Regions from separate parts of the Mus musculus genome. Here region 2 is linked to region 1. A link is a contact called in public HiChIP or PLAC-seq data. All regions are on one chromosome and are shown on one strand. The core of a region is the stretch at or near the end of the contact, and the rest is flanking DNA. Distances in the headings are between cores, read along the strand shown.

Region 1 (7,949 bases), core at 3,655-6,154:
GTGACCCATCCAATAGCTGACTGTGATCATCCACTTCTGTGTTTGCTAGGCCCCAGCATAGTCTCACAAGAGAGAGCTATATCTGGGTAAATTAGGTTTCTTTAAATAATAACATCTACAGTTCAGTCTGTCCTCTGTTCAATATTTCGCTTCTATTATCCAAATCAGTATGGCAGGTAATGGGAAAGTAGTCACTGGAGTCTCTATTTCATAGATGCAACATCTTAAGTGTGGTGTTCTCATAATTCGCCTAAAAGGCACAGTTACTGTTAGGCCTGAGAACAAAACCCAGGGGTCCCGATTGGCAAAACTTCATATCAGTCACTTACCTAAAGCACCTTTCAGTGCTTTAGTCCACCGCCAGTTTGAAGACTGTTGAGAAAAGAGGGAAGAGGAAACCAAAGAGCCAGGAAGTGAAAGGAATGAGAACACTTCCCAGCCATGTAGAGGACATGGGCAGTGGGGAAATGCTTATAAACTGACTAAAAGACATGCTTGAAAACTGACTGCTGAACTTGACAATCTCTAACATCCCCTCAATGCTACATAAGTCGATACCCAATCTACTTTAGTATAGAGTAAAGCAGTCACTACAACCTTTAGAAAGGTCTTCCTCTCTCCTGTTGAGTACAGCAAACATTCATTTCCAATTTCCTGCCAAACAGAGTTTCATCAATTTATCCTTTATTGGGTATAACAGTGAGAAGCAGGCACCTTCCCACTGGGCACCAAGACCATGGCTTTTTATTCCCTTCTATATAGCTTTGTAGTTTTTTTCAAATACCAAAATGAATAACTAAATATACAACTATAATTATTAAAATTTCAAAATATCCATTGATCTGAACTAGTTTATCAAATTGATAATGATGTTGTGTATTGGCCATTTGAGTGCTTTGTTGAGAAACAATCTCTTCAGATGAATGTCTATTAACTAAATAATCTGTTACCATTCTAAATTTCCTGGCACCAGAAAACTCCACAATGAATCAGGTGATTAATCTATGTGGAGAAAACAAAAGACAATCTAGTTCTTGGCTGAATCATTTATGAAGTTCCTGGTGTTACCAATGTACCAAAAGCTGAGTTTCCAGAACCATTTCTGCTGAGAAGTGGCTGGCTGGCTGGTTTGAACAAAATCTCTAACAAGACTGTGGGTGAAATCACTGGTGTCCATGATCATTGGTCAATAGACCCTCAGGAACCTACAGGAAATGTAATTTCATTTTACCTTTGAAGTTCATGTTAAGAATGTTCACTTTTGTGACCCTGGCATTGAGATATTTTTGTAATTTCCCATGGCTTAAGGGCTTTTTTCATGGTGCATTAAGTATCTACCATGTTTAAATAGCATTACAGCCTGTTAAATCTATGACCCACAAAATAGGAAACTCAAAGGCATAGTAGCACAATTTTTAGGAATGGTTTTCTGAAAGGTTATTTCTCTGTAAAATAGAAATGAAGCTATGTCCTTTATGTAAAGAACGAGATTTTGTCTTCTTGGGATCCTTGGCTAGCAAAAAAAAAATTTTTTTAAAGAATTCAATTACCTCCACCTAATTTCCTCTCTTGCATCTATTTTTGCTTCTTTCAGGGAATATTGCTAGATTTGGCTGTGGTATCACATGCTTAAGACATCAAGGGTCATTGCCTATAAAATTCATGACTTACTTTCCATGCCAAAGTTTGACTACACCTGTATGTCAAGTCTCCCAAAAGAAACTTCACACTGAGGAAAATATCTCCAACAAGAGTGCTCTAGTTTTGCTTGGCTTTGGTCTTATGAAATGACTCACCAAACACTTCTACAGGCCTTTTCTCATATTGAATAAATAAAGTATACCTGGATGACTAAGTTCTAGTCACTAACTGTGCTAACTAGCTGTTACTTAGAGACAGAAGATTTGATCGTGGTTTTTGTCCTCTATAATGAAGCTACTTTGCCTTTGAAATGGACCTTTGGGAAAAAAAATCATCATTTGACTTCTGGGCATAATGTCTCAGTGTTGATTGAATTAAAGGATCTAGCCAGAAAGTCACTTGATTAATCATGTGCTAATCTGTGCTTCTATGCTTAATAGACATAGTTCAAAGGACTAAAGAATCATTTCTACAACAGCAACAAAAACTGACCCAATCAATTCAACCCCAAAGTAATTCACTACAGTGAATTTGATTTCAAAATCGTGGCCTTAAAGAGGGTGTTTCAGTTACTGTGGCAAACATCATGACAAAGACAGTTTATAGAAGAAAGAGTTAATTGGAACTCATAGGGAGTGAGTATTGGGGCTCACAGTTTCAGGAGTTGTCCATAGACATCAGGGTAAAAAGCATGGCAGCAGGCAGGCAAGCAGGCAGGCAGGCATAGTGACTAAGCAGTAGCTGAGAGCTTACATTTTGATCCAAAAGCATGAGGCAGAGAGGGCTAACCGAGATTGACATGGGTTTTTGAAAACTCAAAGTCAGGCTCAGGTAACACACCTCCTCCAACAAAACTACACCCCCTAGTTCTTTCCAAACAGTTCCACCAACTGGAGACCAAGTATTCAAACCTATGATATATGGGAGGCCATTCTCTTTCAAACCAACACAAGGGAGAACATTAATTTGAGGGGTTTCTTAGAACAGTGGTGAGTTTATAATATGGGAAGTTCTAAAAGAAGAAGCAGAGCGAATATTATGGGAGTTTATGCTAAGTACATGTGGTTTACAGAAGGGAGAGATGCTTCCTAATACTCCTGGAGCCTCACCATCATCTTCAGCAGGACTAAACTCTCTCCACTGAGCAATCTCACTACATGCTATGCAAGATAGTGTATGTATAAATTACAGGTAGGAGTGTGATATCCCAGTTAAGATGAGACAATGGTAGACTGTCTTTCTGACATACCCAAAAGTCCCACGCTTGATCCTCAGCACTGCAGGAAAACAAAATCAGGATATAAACACAGATACGGGCAGTGTCACAAAAGTGCAATAGCATGGAGTGTTCGCTCTCCCCCAACCATCTAAAACTCTGTTTATGACTGATTCTGTTTACCGGGCACTTTAAAGATGTACTTAGCTTCAGAGCTGTATTAAAGTTACATCTTCCTACATTATGTCTGACATACCAGTTGTTTTTTAAACTATGAATTTTATATTTATTTAAAATATTGGTAACTTTAATCTTGTTTTTTAAAAGATCATCATTATTATTATTATTAATTATTATTATTATTATTATTATTATTATTATTATTATTATTATTATTGGTGTTCCTAAATGTTATGGCAGTCATATTCATCTGTGGAAAATCTTCTTAGATTTCAGTTTTATATTCATTTTACAAGCATTCAGGCAGCATTTACTAAGTGCCTAGTATTATGCTACATAAAAGTTGATTAGCAGATGATCGTGGCTCAGCTTTGGGATTGGGCACAAAATAGCTGAGGCTATGAAAATATAAACCAATAGTTAAAATGGTAGAAGGCTGGACTTTTCTTGTCACTGTGATAAAATATCTGTCCCAAATCACTCAAGGAAGTAGGGTACATTTGGATCACAGTTTGAGGGTACGTTATGTGTCAGGAGGGACTGACAGTGTGGAGTGAGAGTCTGTAGTCAGCAAGCAGGGAGGAATGGAAGCTGGTACCTTCTCCCTTCCCTCTCTTCTTTATTCTAGAAATCCAGCTGATGGGATGATGCCACCAACACCCAGAATGGTTCTTGTCTCCTTGGAGAAGCCATTCTTGAAACCCTTTCAGAGGCTGGCCTTGAGGTGTCTCCTGGGTAATTCTAAATTAAGTTGAAAATTAAGATTAACCACCATAAGTATTATCAAGTATCTCTAGGAAGGAAATGTTCGGGAAATGTTATCAAGTATCTCAAGGAAGGAAATGTTCGGGGGTTTTCATGACCTGTTTTATACAGCCTCTGTAGTTTTCCCTCGTCACTGCTCCTCAGACCACCGTGGGAAAAGTCAGTGTGGTTCCAGTGTTGCTGGATCTGTGCTATGTCTCAGCCTTCAACTTGCTCAATATGTTTGCAAAATCCCACACTTATTCAGTTCCTCCTTCTAAAGAAACTCCCCTTAGTGCCTGGGAGGTCACTTTTTCTTACTTTACTTCCTGCCTCACTGGGCTTTCTTCATTGGTTTTTTGTTTTACTTTTTAATCTACTTAAGGTCAAATCATCTGAATGCTGCCTTCCTGATCACTCTTCTTCTCAATTCTTTCTCGGACGCCCTATGTCACCTCACAACCATAAGTGCTGATTACAGGTAGTTCTCAAATGTCTGTCTCTGCCTTTGACATCGCCAGTGAACTTCAAGGCATGCTTACCCAACTGTTCAGCATTTCACAGAGAAAAGTCCAAATATCATCTCAAGCTTAACATGATAGAAATAAATAAAATAAAGTTAGACTATTGCTACCCACTCTATTTCTCCCTTAGTCCTCACTACCTTAATTAGTCCGAAGCCCCTCCTTCTAATCCCTTGGCTCTGCCCTTTACTATGTATTTCTTTTATACTCCATTGTTCCACCATGCCTTCAAACGTCATTCAGAAAGTGGTGTCTTAATCCCTCTGCTTTAGAACCCTAGATAGCAGTTGTCACCTTTAGCCAGGTCCTTCCACTTTGACCCTATCCTTCCTACTGCACTACACATAGCTGTCAATGTTCCCATTCACGCACAATGAATATGTTCCATTCTTTCATCTCTACTTTTCAATGCTTCTGATCTTAGGTCCTTTCCATGGCTTTAGCAAATCTTGCTCAACACTACAATTTTCATCTCATCCCACACCCATTTGGAGCCCTCCAACAATGCCAGCATCTTTGCACTGCATCCCACAGGCCAAGGAGGTTCTACCTCAGGTGCTTTGCACTTCCTGTTCTGTCCACCTTGACAACTTCCCGTTATACCCACATCTATTGCAGATTGAACTTGTCCTTGATTTTTATCACTGTCACTGAACCATTTCATCAATGTGACTTTTCTCGTCTACAAAACAGCCCTCCGCCTCCACATGCATCCTGTGTTCATCCTTCTTCACCCAGAATGTGTTTCCATTGTTCTCTTCATTCTGTAGAACCTAAATTCCATAATAATAGAAAGCTTATTTTTCGCTGTTGCATCTTTAGACCCAAGGACAGCATCTGGCACACAATATTCTTTCAGTGACTAATGAGTTTTAATTAATTAAGCAACTTGAGCTTGGAGAAAAAAAAAAAACCCAAGAGCCTACAAGGCAAGGGAAATGAGTATGAAAAGGAACACATTTGCTCCATCTAAAATAGAAGTTAAGTTGGCAAACTACAACCTCGGGCCAAATCAAATGCAGCCCGCTACCTTGTTCTTGTAAATAAAATTTTATTGAAGCCCAACCATGTTCTTTAACTTACATATTGTCCATGAGTGCTTTTGTTCTGTCACAGCAGGGCTGAACAGTGGTGACAGAGAACACATGGCCCCGAGACTCAAATATTTACAATTTGCCTTTTTATAGAAAAGAAGTCTGACAGTCCTTGGTCTACAGGACACGATGGTAAAAAGATGGAAGACCAGATGAAGGCAAGCCGGAGGGAATATCTATGAGCTTAGGTTTAATACACAGGCAGAAGGAGACAGACGATGGATGCTTTTAAGGCAAGGGAGTCCCTGGAAGGCAGAAACTACTTTTAATATAATTTGTGCTTGAAAGAGCACTGTGATATTTAAGCCTGGCATCCCTGTGACAGATGCTACCAGGGCTGAACCACAATACCACTGCCATTTCCAGAATCGAGGCTTAAAGTAGAAGTCAAACCCTCATAAAACCATCTGTTTCCCTCCCCTATCTCCTGGATGGCTCTCAGCTGGGAAATGATCTTTCTCCTATGGTGAGCCTCCTACAGAGTCTCCAACAAAGACCACTCTGACCTCTGGATATCTGGACAGAGACAATTCCAAAAGCCCCCAAAATAAGACTTTGGTTCTAGAGTCACGCGGAAACTGTTCTCAACACTCTAACTTTGTTGGTCAAATTGGAGGAAGCTCATGGAGCTTGAAAATATGGCTCATTTCTGTGAAGGGTGATAAGCAAATTTTAAATTTTTGGTGACTTATCTCACCAGACAGACCTCTCTCTGGTTCTCTCTCTGAACCATGTGGAGCGTGTTTAGATTCCACTACTGGGTGAGGTCGAACATGGCTGTGCCATTTCTCTCTGCTTGAATTTCACAGTACAGCGATCTTTCTCTGGAGGTTTGGTTCTTGTCATCTTGGTTCCAATCAGTCCTTAAAAGAGGACAGGAACACATTTTAAAGCAGGAAGAAAGAAGGAAGGAGGAAGAGGAAGAGAGGAGGATGAAGAAGATGAAGAAAAGAGGAGGAGGAGGAAGAAATAATATGATGTGAATTTCACAAAACAAAGTAGAGCTTTGGCTAGTGGCTAACTTGGGTGTAGGCAGTGCATCCTCTTCTTCCCTCTGAGAATGCAGTGGTGAAATCTCATCTGCCCCAGTGAGGCTGCTGCATTTAGTTTAATTTGATCTACGCTCATGCTCCCTGTATGCCTGCTCTCCCAGTGTATGGATCCAGGAAACACCACTTTTCCCCTTTCATCTCCTGAATCCTTCAGTCTGAAGACTCATTATTGATCACAGCCTCCAAGAATTCAAAGTATGGGTTATCATCTCAAGGAAGGATTGGAAATGTCCAGAGCCTTGCTGCTCGAAAGGGCAACAGAACTTTGATCTCTACCATTTTCTTTAGGGCCCATGCTTTGCTCCGCCTTTTCAGACTATCAGAAGGCAGGTCTGCTGGTTCCGCTACTTAATTTAATGCTTCAGTTTTCAGGAGGAGCCAGCCTGGTCGAGCTTTTTAGGCTCTTTCTACTTGGGATGTGATGAATCAATCAATTGCAGGCTTCATTTTGTAGACGTTGGTATCCATGATGGGGTGCTAGCTCAGCCCTAGTAGCAGACAGAGGTGGCTCCGATAATTACATTAGAACCGTGGATACACACTTGCCTTAGGGCTTTAGAGTTGGGCTTAATCAAATCTACATTTGACATTTCACAGCCCACGCCAAGGATTTGTGCAAAGAAATAGCCGAGCACCGCCGGTTCTGCCTTAGCCTCCTCTTAAGGAAACAGCAGGCCTTGCGTTGGTTACATTTCTGCCCTGTGGTACAGCACTCAGAGCTTCTCTGGGCCATGTGCTTTTGATCCACAAAACACAACGGTTTGTTTGCTTGCTTGCTGTACTTAATACTTCTCTTGCACCCAGGCCTGGGGCTATGCTGTGGTTTGAATGTGAAATGTTCCCTGTCTTGTCTTTAGGGCCTGCCACAATTTCTTAATTAACTCTCTGCAGCCTAAATGGGTACTCAAGGTAATCACAAAATAAAACAGAAAATCTTGGAATGGAAATGATGGTGAACAAGACTGGATATGCAAAGATGACATGAGCCTGGATCCCAAACCTCCATAGAGGTAGCACTGGACCTGTGGATTGGAAGCAGCTGGGGCTTCTTGTTTGTTTTTGTTTGAAACTTACTTTTGCTTTGTAGAGTTAGCAATTGAACAAAACAGACTAAAAGACAATGCCTGGCACTGAAAAGTTGAAAGTGCTTTTAGGTGATTCTCATCCGTTTCAAATAAGAACAGGAGATCTGCACAGTTCACCACCAAGTGTTTCTGGTTACATTTTTTTTCTAAGATTTATTTTCAAGCATGAATGCACGATTGCATGCGTGCTTGCATGTGTGTGTGTGTGTGTGTGTGTGTTCGTGTAGGTGCCCATGAAGTCCAGAGGGAGGCATCAGACCCCCTGGACTTGGAGTTCCAGGTGACTGCAAAGGTGATAGGAAGTAAATTATGATCTAGAAGGACAGGAGGCTCTCTTATCCACTGATCTTCTCAGACTGTGATACAATTTTTCTTTAGAGCATATTTGGAGAAATACTGACAAAAGTCAAGAA
Region 2 (7,949 bases), core at 3,447-5,946, 120 kb after region 1:
ATCAGGACGAAGGGCAGGCATCAGGTTCAACAATAGAGATTATATGAAGTTAACTGGTTTGCAAAGAATCCTGAGGAATTAAAGCTCTCAGTCTGTGCAAACATGGAAAGCGTGGGGTTTCTCCTCTGCTTAGGATTAACGTGCAAATGTCACCTAACACTGGTTACCCTGAGAAACAAGGTCACATGGGTTTCTGCTAGCGACTTCTTGAACCTTTTAAAAAAGATGGAATAAATAAAAACATCCATTTCCTAGATAATTGTGTCAAGGGTACTGTGAATAGAGAGGTTAGCAAAATGGGTTACCACCGTGGTGTCCATAGCCTGGTAAGAAAAGGGGGTCTTTCAAGGGTGGAAAGGCACATGGAAAATAATCACAGAATTGCAAGCTGTGATAAAACTAATCGAACAAAAAAGCTCTCAGAGAGTGCATTAGAAGCCCCAGGCTTATATGTTTCTACTTTCTCTATTAGACTGCAAGATTCTTGAAGCAAGCAAATGATTCTCTAAAATTAAAACCATCAAGCCAGGGAATGTTGGTACATGTCTGTAACTGCAGTGCTCACAAGACTGAGAAAGGAGAATTGTAAGTTCCAGGCCAACCTGAACTGGCCACATAAGGAGACTATCTCAAAACAGAAACAAAACCAAGAAAAAGAATATAACTTTAATTGACAAAGGTTGATTTTTATATCTGAAAATAGCTAGTAGAGACAGTGCCGAATCATCTTACCACAAAGAAATATCAGAGGTAAGAGAATTGCCAATCAACATAATTTTATATACATAAGTGTAAAGTGGGTGTGGGTGTGCATGTGTGTGTTATGTGTTTTGTGCTCTGTGTTAACATGTTGTATAGCCAAACATAGTGACTCACACCTATAATTTGAGCTATGAAGATGCTGAGCAAGGAAGACTGTTGCAAATTCTAAGACAACCTGGAATATATAACCAGACACTGTTTTAAAACACACACATACATAACGTGTGAGCACACGCGCACATTGCACACACACAAGAAATGTCGCAGTGTATGTTGTAAATGTATGCAATTATCCTGTCCATTAAAAATGCAAGCATATCTTAAAACATATTTCATACATCTTTGTTTTTCATGGTACACAGCTCACTGTAGTTCTTTGTTGACTGACCGAGGAATAAAAGTACAACTGCTGGAATTACTTATATGATTTTCATAAAAGTCACAGGAGTTCTGTCGGCCAGCACTAGTCTCCTGATTTTATTGATAAAAAAACTTGAGGGGGCAGTTATTAAGTGATTTGTTCAGATTCCCTTGAGTCAAAAGATTCTGGTACCAAGATCTGTGTGTCTATATGTGTGTGTATGTGTGTGTGTGTGTCTATGTGTGTGTGTATGTGTTTGTGTGTATGTGTTTGTGTGTGTCTCTGTGTGTGTGTGTGTGTGTGTGTGTGTGTGTGTGTGTGTGTATGTGTGAATGTTTGTCATATATGAGCATGTTCCTGTGGATATGCATGTATGCATGTGTCAGTTATGCTTGGGGTGGCATAGTGTCTTCCTGAATCACTCTTTCCCCTAACTCTTTTTGCTACTTTTGTTAATGAGCCATGCAGAATAAAAGTGTGAACTAGTTGCGAACTGTTAACTGCAATTGGAGAATGATTTAGTTTTTTCATCTAGTCTAGTAGAAAACTCGAGTGATGACGTGTACTAATAAAGCCACAGTGACAGCTAATGCATCCAACCTTACCGGGAGAGGCATCAGAGTAGGTTTCAAGTTTTGAGAATTTCATATATGAATGCTGTATTTAAATCATTTCAGGCCTGTTGTGTTCCCCAAACCCCTTCCCAAATTCATGACCTCTTATTCTTTAATTAGTACTGTTACATAGATAGATAGATAGATAGATAGATAGATAGATAGATAGATAGATAGATAGATAGATAGATAGATAGATAGATAGACAGACAGACATACATACAGACAGGTGGATGGATGGATACATACATACATACATACATACATACATACATACATACATACATAGAGATAGATGATAGATAGATAGATAGATAGATAGATAGATAGATAGATAGATAGATAGATAGATAGATAGATTGGAAGAAATAGATGATAGATACATAGATACATAGATAGATAGATGATAGAAATTTGTCATTTAGCATTGCTCATATGTATATGTGTTTAAGGCTGACATGTAAAGAGTGGATCACTGATCAGGGGCTCATTTCTGAAGCTGGCTGTTCCCTCTCTCAACTGTCATTCATTGCTTTTAGATTTTCACCTAGGGTGGGGCCTTATGAGATTTCTCCCACATCTGTGTCAGCATGTCACCTGCATGTCTTATTAGGTGACTGCATTGTTAAGGTTTCATGGGCACAGTTTCCCTGTTGTATATAGAAGACACGATCTTACAGCAGATGCCCTGGGCCTCGGGTTCTTACAACGTTTACGCCCCCTCTTCTTCGATGTTCTCTAAGCCGTTAGTGTAGAACTTATTAACCTCAAATCGCAGGAAGGTCAAACACTGGCAGAACTGACTTTTAAAAGATGTTTTGTTTTGTTTTGTTTTGTTTTGTTTTGTTTTGTTTCGTTTTTTGAGACAGGGTCTTGCTATATAGCCTTAGTTGTCCTGAAACTCACTATTTAGAGCACGGTGACCTCCAACTCACAGAAATCCATCCACCTGCCTCTGCCTCCTAAGTACTGCAATTAAGCACATTGCTGCCACACCCAACTAGAAAGCCTTTTTTTTCCCCCTGGTGCTGGGGTTAGAATCCAGGAACGTATGTATGTCAGGCAGGTGAGCGGTGGAAGCTGACCATTGACCAGACCTTAGCTGCACTTGCTCATGTTACCATTCATACTGCTTTGTTTACCAGGACTCAGTGTCACTAGCATCTAGGAATATCCTCTGAACAATGATATTAGATGTATTTCTGGAGCTGCTGAGACCACTGACTGGTAGAGTGTTTGCTTAGCATGTTCAGTTAGGTTAGAAAGAACAAAAGCAGATTTATTATCAAAATACACATTATTTTTAAGCTAAGGCCTTATGCATCCCAGGCTGCCCTTAAACTTGTGTTCCTCTGATTCTACCTCCCAGGAGCAGGCATGCATCACCATAGCCAATTTATGTAGTGTTAGAGATGGGACACAAAGCTTGGTGCCTGCCTAGCATGCCATTTGTTTGATTGATTTTGTTTGTTTGTTTTGTTGTTTTCTGTTTGGTTTGGTTTAGTTTTCGCCTAAATCAGCAAAAACAAAACAAAGGATGCACTGTAATACTATTCTGACTATATAAAGAGTTAAAAGCTAGCATGGGCTATATAAAACCTGCCTCAAAAAGGAATTTATTGCTTTGGTAATAAATCTCTCTCTCTCTCTCTCTCTCTCTCTCTCTCTCTCTCTCTCTCTCTCTCTCTCTCTCCCTCCCTCCCTCTCTCTCTCTCTCTCTCTCTCTCTCTCTCTCTCTCACACACACACACACACACACACACACACACACACACATATTTCTCTTTATGAAAGTGTTGATGACCAGATAAAACAAAGCTTACCTTGATTAATCATGGTGTTAGGGATGCAATCTACTGCTCATGGTGTGCTTCTATGTCAATATGTATGTTGCCTGCCATCAAACAAAATTAAGATGGTAAAAAAAAATAAAACGTCAACACTAGCCAAACCCACATGATTCTAAAAGCCAGAAAACCCAAACCACACTGACTTAAGCCCAAAAGAATCTAGTGGCAAAAAGAACTAACATTCAAATATAGATGCTATATAACATAACTGAAGCCACGGGCCCAGAGATGACCACAAGGTCTGGCTTGCCCTGTCTTCACCTCTCGGTTGAGATTGCCTTCTCTGGGGCTGGTTGTATTCTGGGGTACTCTGTCGCATGGAGCCAACAGCAGCTACACTCTAACTTTTCTATCTCTTCCAATAAGTTACCAATTTCAGCATAGTGATGCTGGCAGAGATAATTCTGTGGGCCTTGACAGAACACCTGCATCCTACATGTGCTCCTTCTGAGCCAAGGACTGTACAACTGAACAGGGTGACAAGGACTGATCCAATGCAAACAATATGGACTGAGAACAGAAACACTCAAGGAAATAACAGGGAAATGCTCCCTGATGGGGAGATGGTTCAGTTGCTAAAGCCCTTGCCACACATCCTTGAGAGATAAAGTTCAGATCACCATAATCCATATAAAAAGCCTGGTGGGAATGGCAGGCCCTCTGTAAACATGAGAGAGAAAAAGGAATGGGGGACAGAGTGAAAAATCCCCAGCATTCAATCATTAGCCAGACTATCTGAAATGGTAAACTGAGTTCAGCAGGTGACCCTACCTCAACATATAAGGATGAGGTGTGACCTAGGAAGATACTTGACCACAACCTCAGACCTACACATACTCAAACACATGCATTCATGGGTGTGCACCTGTACACACACATTCACCACACACAAACACATACACACCCATGCATGCACACTACACGCCTACATTAAAATTGTTTTTGTTGGGGTTGTTTCATCAAACACAGGAGAAATATCCTTTAGGCAACTGAAGACTATAGATATCTACAGAAACCACTGTATATATTTGAGGTGTGACTCTGTAGTACACTAGCTTACTGTACTAGAGTCCTTGTCTCAAAAAAAAAAAAAAAAAGTGTAGGGGCAGGAAGATGTGGAGGGTGGGGTGGTGGTAAAGGGCTGCTATGAAAGTCTGGCATCCTCCGCTGAGCCCTACAAGTCATGTAAAAGTGGAAAAAAAGAACTGATCCCACAAAGCTGTTCCCTGAGCCCCACTTGTGTATTCTGGCTTGTGTATGCTCAGACATATATGTGTAAATACACACACACACATATATATATACATATATACACACACATATACATATATATATACCAGACTCGGGCCAATTCAGTGCTTAGGGGGAGCCTGCTTTCTTAAGTAGAATCTAACACATGGCTGCTGCATCCTGCTGTGTGTTTGAGAAAAATGTGATTATTATGTCCTTTTGTTTGCCTTTTAAACCTGCTTTTTTCATTTCTCTCCCCCCCCCCCCGCCCTCCACAGCAAAGACAAACTCTAGCCCAGAAACCAAATAAGAAACTGTTTACATGGTTGGAGAATGTATTTATAGGAGCCTAGACTGGGTGGTGGGTCCTGGAAAAGCATTGCCCGGAGTCCTGGGGAGACACAACAGCCCTTTTCAGCTGTATGAAATGAGAGGTTTTCATCCCCCCCCCCCCAGGAAACTTGTTAAGTCTGGTCTGCAGATGGCTGACATTTAGGTCCTGTCTTATATTTGCTGGAGACTTCCTAGATGAAATCTTGAGGTTAAATGTATAAATAATATGAAAGGAAGTAAATGTTTGAGGTTAATGTTTGAAGAAAGGCCAGGGAGGGGACTTTTTGCTAAAACTTTTTGAAAAGCTATTTAGCTTCCTGCAGATTGGTTTAGTAACCCCAGGTAAGGGACTTTTGCTAACTAAGTTTTCTCGGATTTTATGTGACTGTGAAAATGTTGCTTCTAATCAAAAGCAGAGAGACCTCAAGCTGTTTGATTGGCTGCCCTATTTCACTGGTGCTGGTCATATCTTGTGCTGTGCAGTATGACCACGCAAACCAAGGTATTTGGAAAAATCGAAACCATAGGAAAAAAGAGCCCTCCGTGGTAGCATTTAGAGATTGAAAACTGGCAAATCCGCTCATGGCGGTACGCTAACTGACTACCAGGAAATTTTAGAGACGGTTGCTTCCATGGGACTAACAATAAGTGCATTGCAGAGTCCCTACGATGCTGTTTTCTCAAATCTCAGCTTTACTATTCTATCAGTCATCTGTTGGGAATGTGTGCATGTAAAAACAGGAACTCGGGGAAAATGGCAAGAAGTTTTCTCATAACAGAACTACTTCTTGAGTTGATATGAAGCTACAGACTGTAGGTAAGCTTTGGTTATAAACAATAGCGAGAGGAGGAGAAAAAAAAAAAAAGAGGATGGGCTGGAGAGTTGGTACCATGGTTAAAAGCATGCTCCTCTTATAGAGGGTACAAGTTCAGTTTCCAGCACTGTATAGGGTGGCTCACAAGTGCCTGTGAATCCCCAGGGTATCTGATGCCTCTGGTATCTGTGACACCTGCATTCATACACACATACACACACAGACACACACACACACACAGAGAGAGAGAGAGAGAGCGCACACACAGAGAGAGAGAGAGAGAGAGAGAGAGAGAGAGCGCACACACACACACACACAGAGAGAGAGAGAGAGAGATGCATGCACACACTCATGTAAAAATGAATCTTGGGCTGGAGAGATGGCTCAGTGGTTAAGAGAACCGACTGCTCTTCCGAAGGTCCTGAGTTCAAATCCCAGCAACCACATGGTGGCTCACAACCACCCGTAATGAGATCTGACACCCTCTTCTGGTGCATCTGAAGACAGCTACAGTGTACTCACATATAATAAAATAAATAAATCTTTAAAAAATAATAATAATAAATCTTAAGAGTCTTGACTATTTTAGACCTAAATTAACCTCAGGAGCTGGGAAGATGGCTCAGTGTGTATGAGAATTTACTGTACAAACATGAGGACCTGAATTCAAAACTCCAGAACCCATGTGAGGAGCTGTTGACTATGGTGTGGTTACACCTATATTCCGTGAGGCGGAAGAGACATGAGGATCACTAGGGTTTGCTGGATACCAAACAACTCCAGTTGCAGAAAGAAACCCTGGCTCAAGAAAATAAGGCAGAGGGGATAGAACAGAACAGCTGGCATCCTCTGGCCTCCACATGCACCCAGCACACACAGGTACATACATCAGACATAAACCACATAGTCGCTCTGTCTATCACATGTGTGTGAGCACACACACAAACAGAAACTAGGACCTATCGCACAGTTATCTGGGTTATTTCCTGACACAGTAACCCCTTGTCCGCAGTTTCAGTTTACATTCTGTGCTGTTTTCTGCATGGCTGGCTCTCTCGGAACCCACGTGAGATTGTTTCTTGGCCACCAGTTGAGATGGGCTGTGAAAATATCACGGTAGTTATGTTCAAGTAACCCTTGCTTTGCTTAAGTCCCTCAAGCACAAGAGGAGTGTTGCTGGCTACTAGGATGTGCCAAAGAGAAGCCATACACTACTTCCTTTAACTCAAACGGAGACTCGGTAAGAGTTCCATATGACTTGAGGTTTCAAACAGCCACTGGGAAGGTCTGGGACATATCCCCTAATGGTGAGGGGGACCGTGATTATGAAGAACAGAGATATGTCGATGCAATGGATCTTCAAGCATGTCGCTTACATGATTTGAATCACTAAGATGATGACGCTAGAGCAGTAAATGTCTATGATGTGCATATAGATCAGTGACGGTCTTTAGGAATCCTTAGCACTTATTAAACACATCATGAGAGGTTTGAGGATTTACACAGGACACAGAAGAACAAGCATAAAGTGGCAGCTTTGATTATGCAGGAAGGATATGGTCTGACATTTCAGGCCAGCAGAAGCCATATACATGAATCAGCGTATGAGGTCTTTTAGACCTCAGCCCTATAGTCAGTCCTACACATAGAAAAACTGATACAGTTCTGGCATGGATGAGAAAAGATCTGGCATCGATCACTACATAGAGACGATGAGCAGCTATCAAGTTATTACTGCATAGAAAATCAAAATGTCCCTGCATAAGGGCATACAGCCAGGAGAACACTTTACCTGGAGTCTCATCCAACAAAGATGACAAAGCAGCAACTTTGTTGTACTCTCACTGGGATCCCAACAAAGCAGAGTAAAAGATTCTGCTACACTTTGACCATCAGGCTTGCTGCCTGCATTTAAAGCAAGTTGCCAAAATTAGCTATGAAATAGAAGAAAATCAGCATCATCTGTTGCTGTTAGATGGAGCAG

The links. HiChIP or PLAC-seq counts read pairs in DNA pulled down with a chosen protein or histone mark.
Region 2: a contact with region 1 is called in an H3K27ac HiChIP or PLAC-seq map of thymic regulatory T cells, with 2.5 times the contacts expected there. The contact joins two enhancer-like sites. A contact is called at or near these places in 5 of 484 Hi-C or Micro-C datasets (CD4 T cells, CD8 T cells, Th1 cells and 2 more) and 3 of 115 datasets of contacts at active chromatin or transcription factors (CD8 T cells, embryonic stem cells and thymic regulatory T cells).

The regions. Positions count from the first base shown.
Region 1 is chr10:96,462,142-96,470,090 of GRCm38.p6, forward strand. No RefSeq gene overlaps it. Among named protein-coding and RNA genes, the nearest start is that of Gm33843, 130 kb to the right of the region's middle. Within about 2 kb of position 4,905, at least 53 of the 459 cell types and tissues checked have an H3K27ac peak or open chromatin away from gene starts, as enhancers often do. A contact at or near this core is called in CD8 T cells, bone marrow-derived dendritic cells and thymic regulatory T cells, where this site is marked.
Region 2 is chr10:96,581,510-96,589,458 of GRCm38.p6, forward strand. Gm33843 (a long non-coding RNA gene) reads right to left here. Exons shown (of 4, transcript XR_380712.2): 3 at 3,561-3,631. Among named protein-coding and RNA genes, the nearest start is that of Gm33843, 13 kb to the right of the region's middle. Within about 2 kb of position 4,697, at least 36 of the 459 cell types and tissues checked have an H3K27ac peak or open chromatin away from gene starts, as enhancers often do. A contact at or near this core is called in CD8 T cells, bone marrow-derived dendritic cells and thymic regulatory T cells, where this site is marked.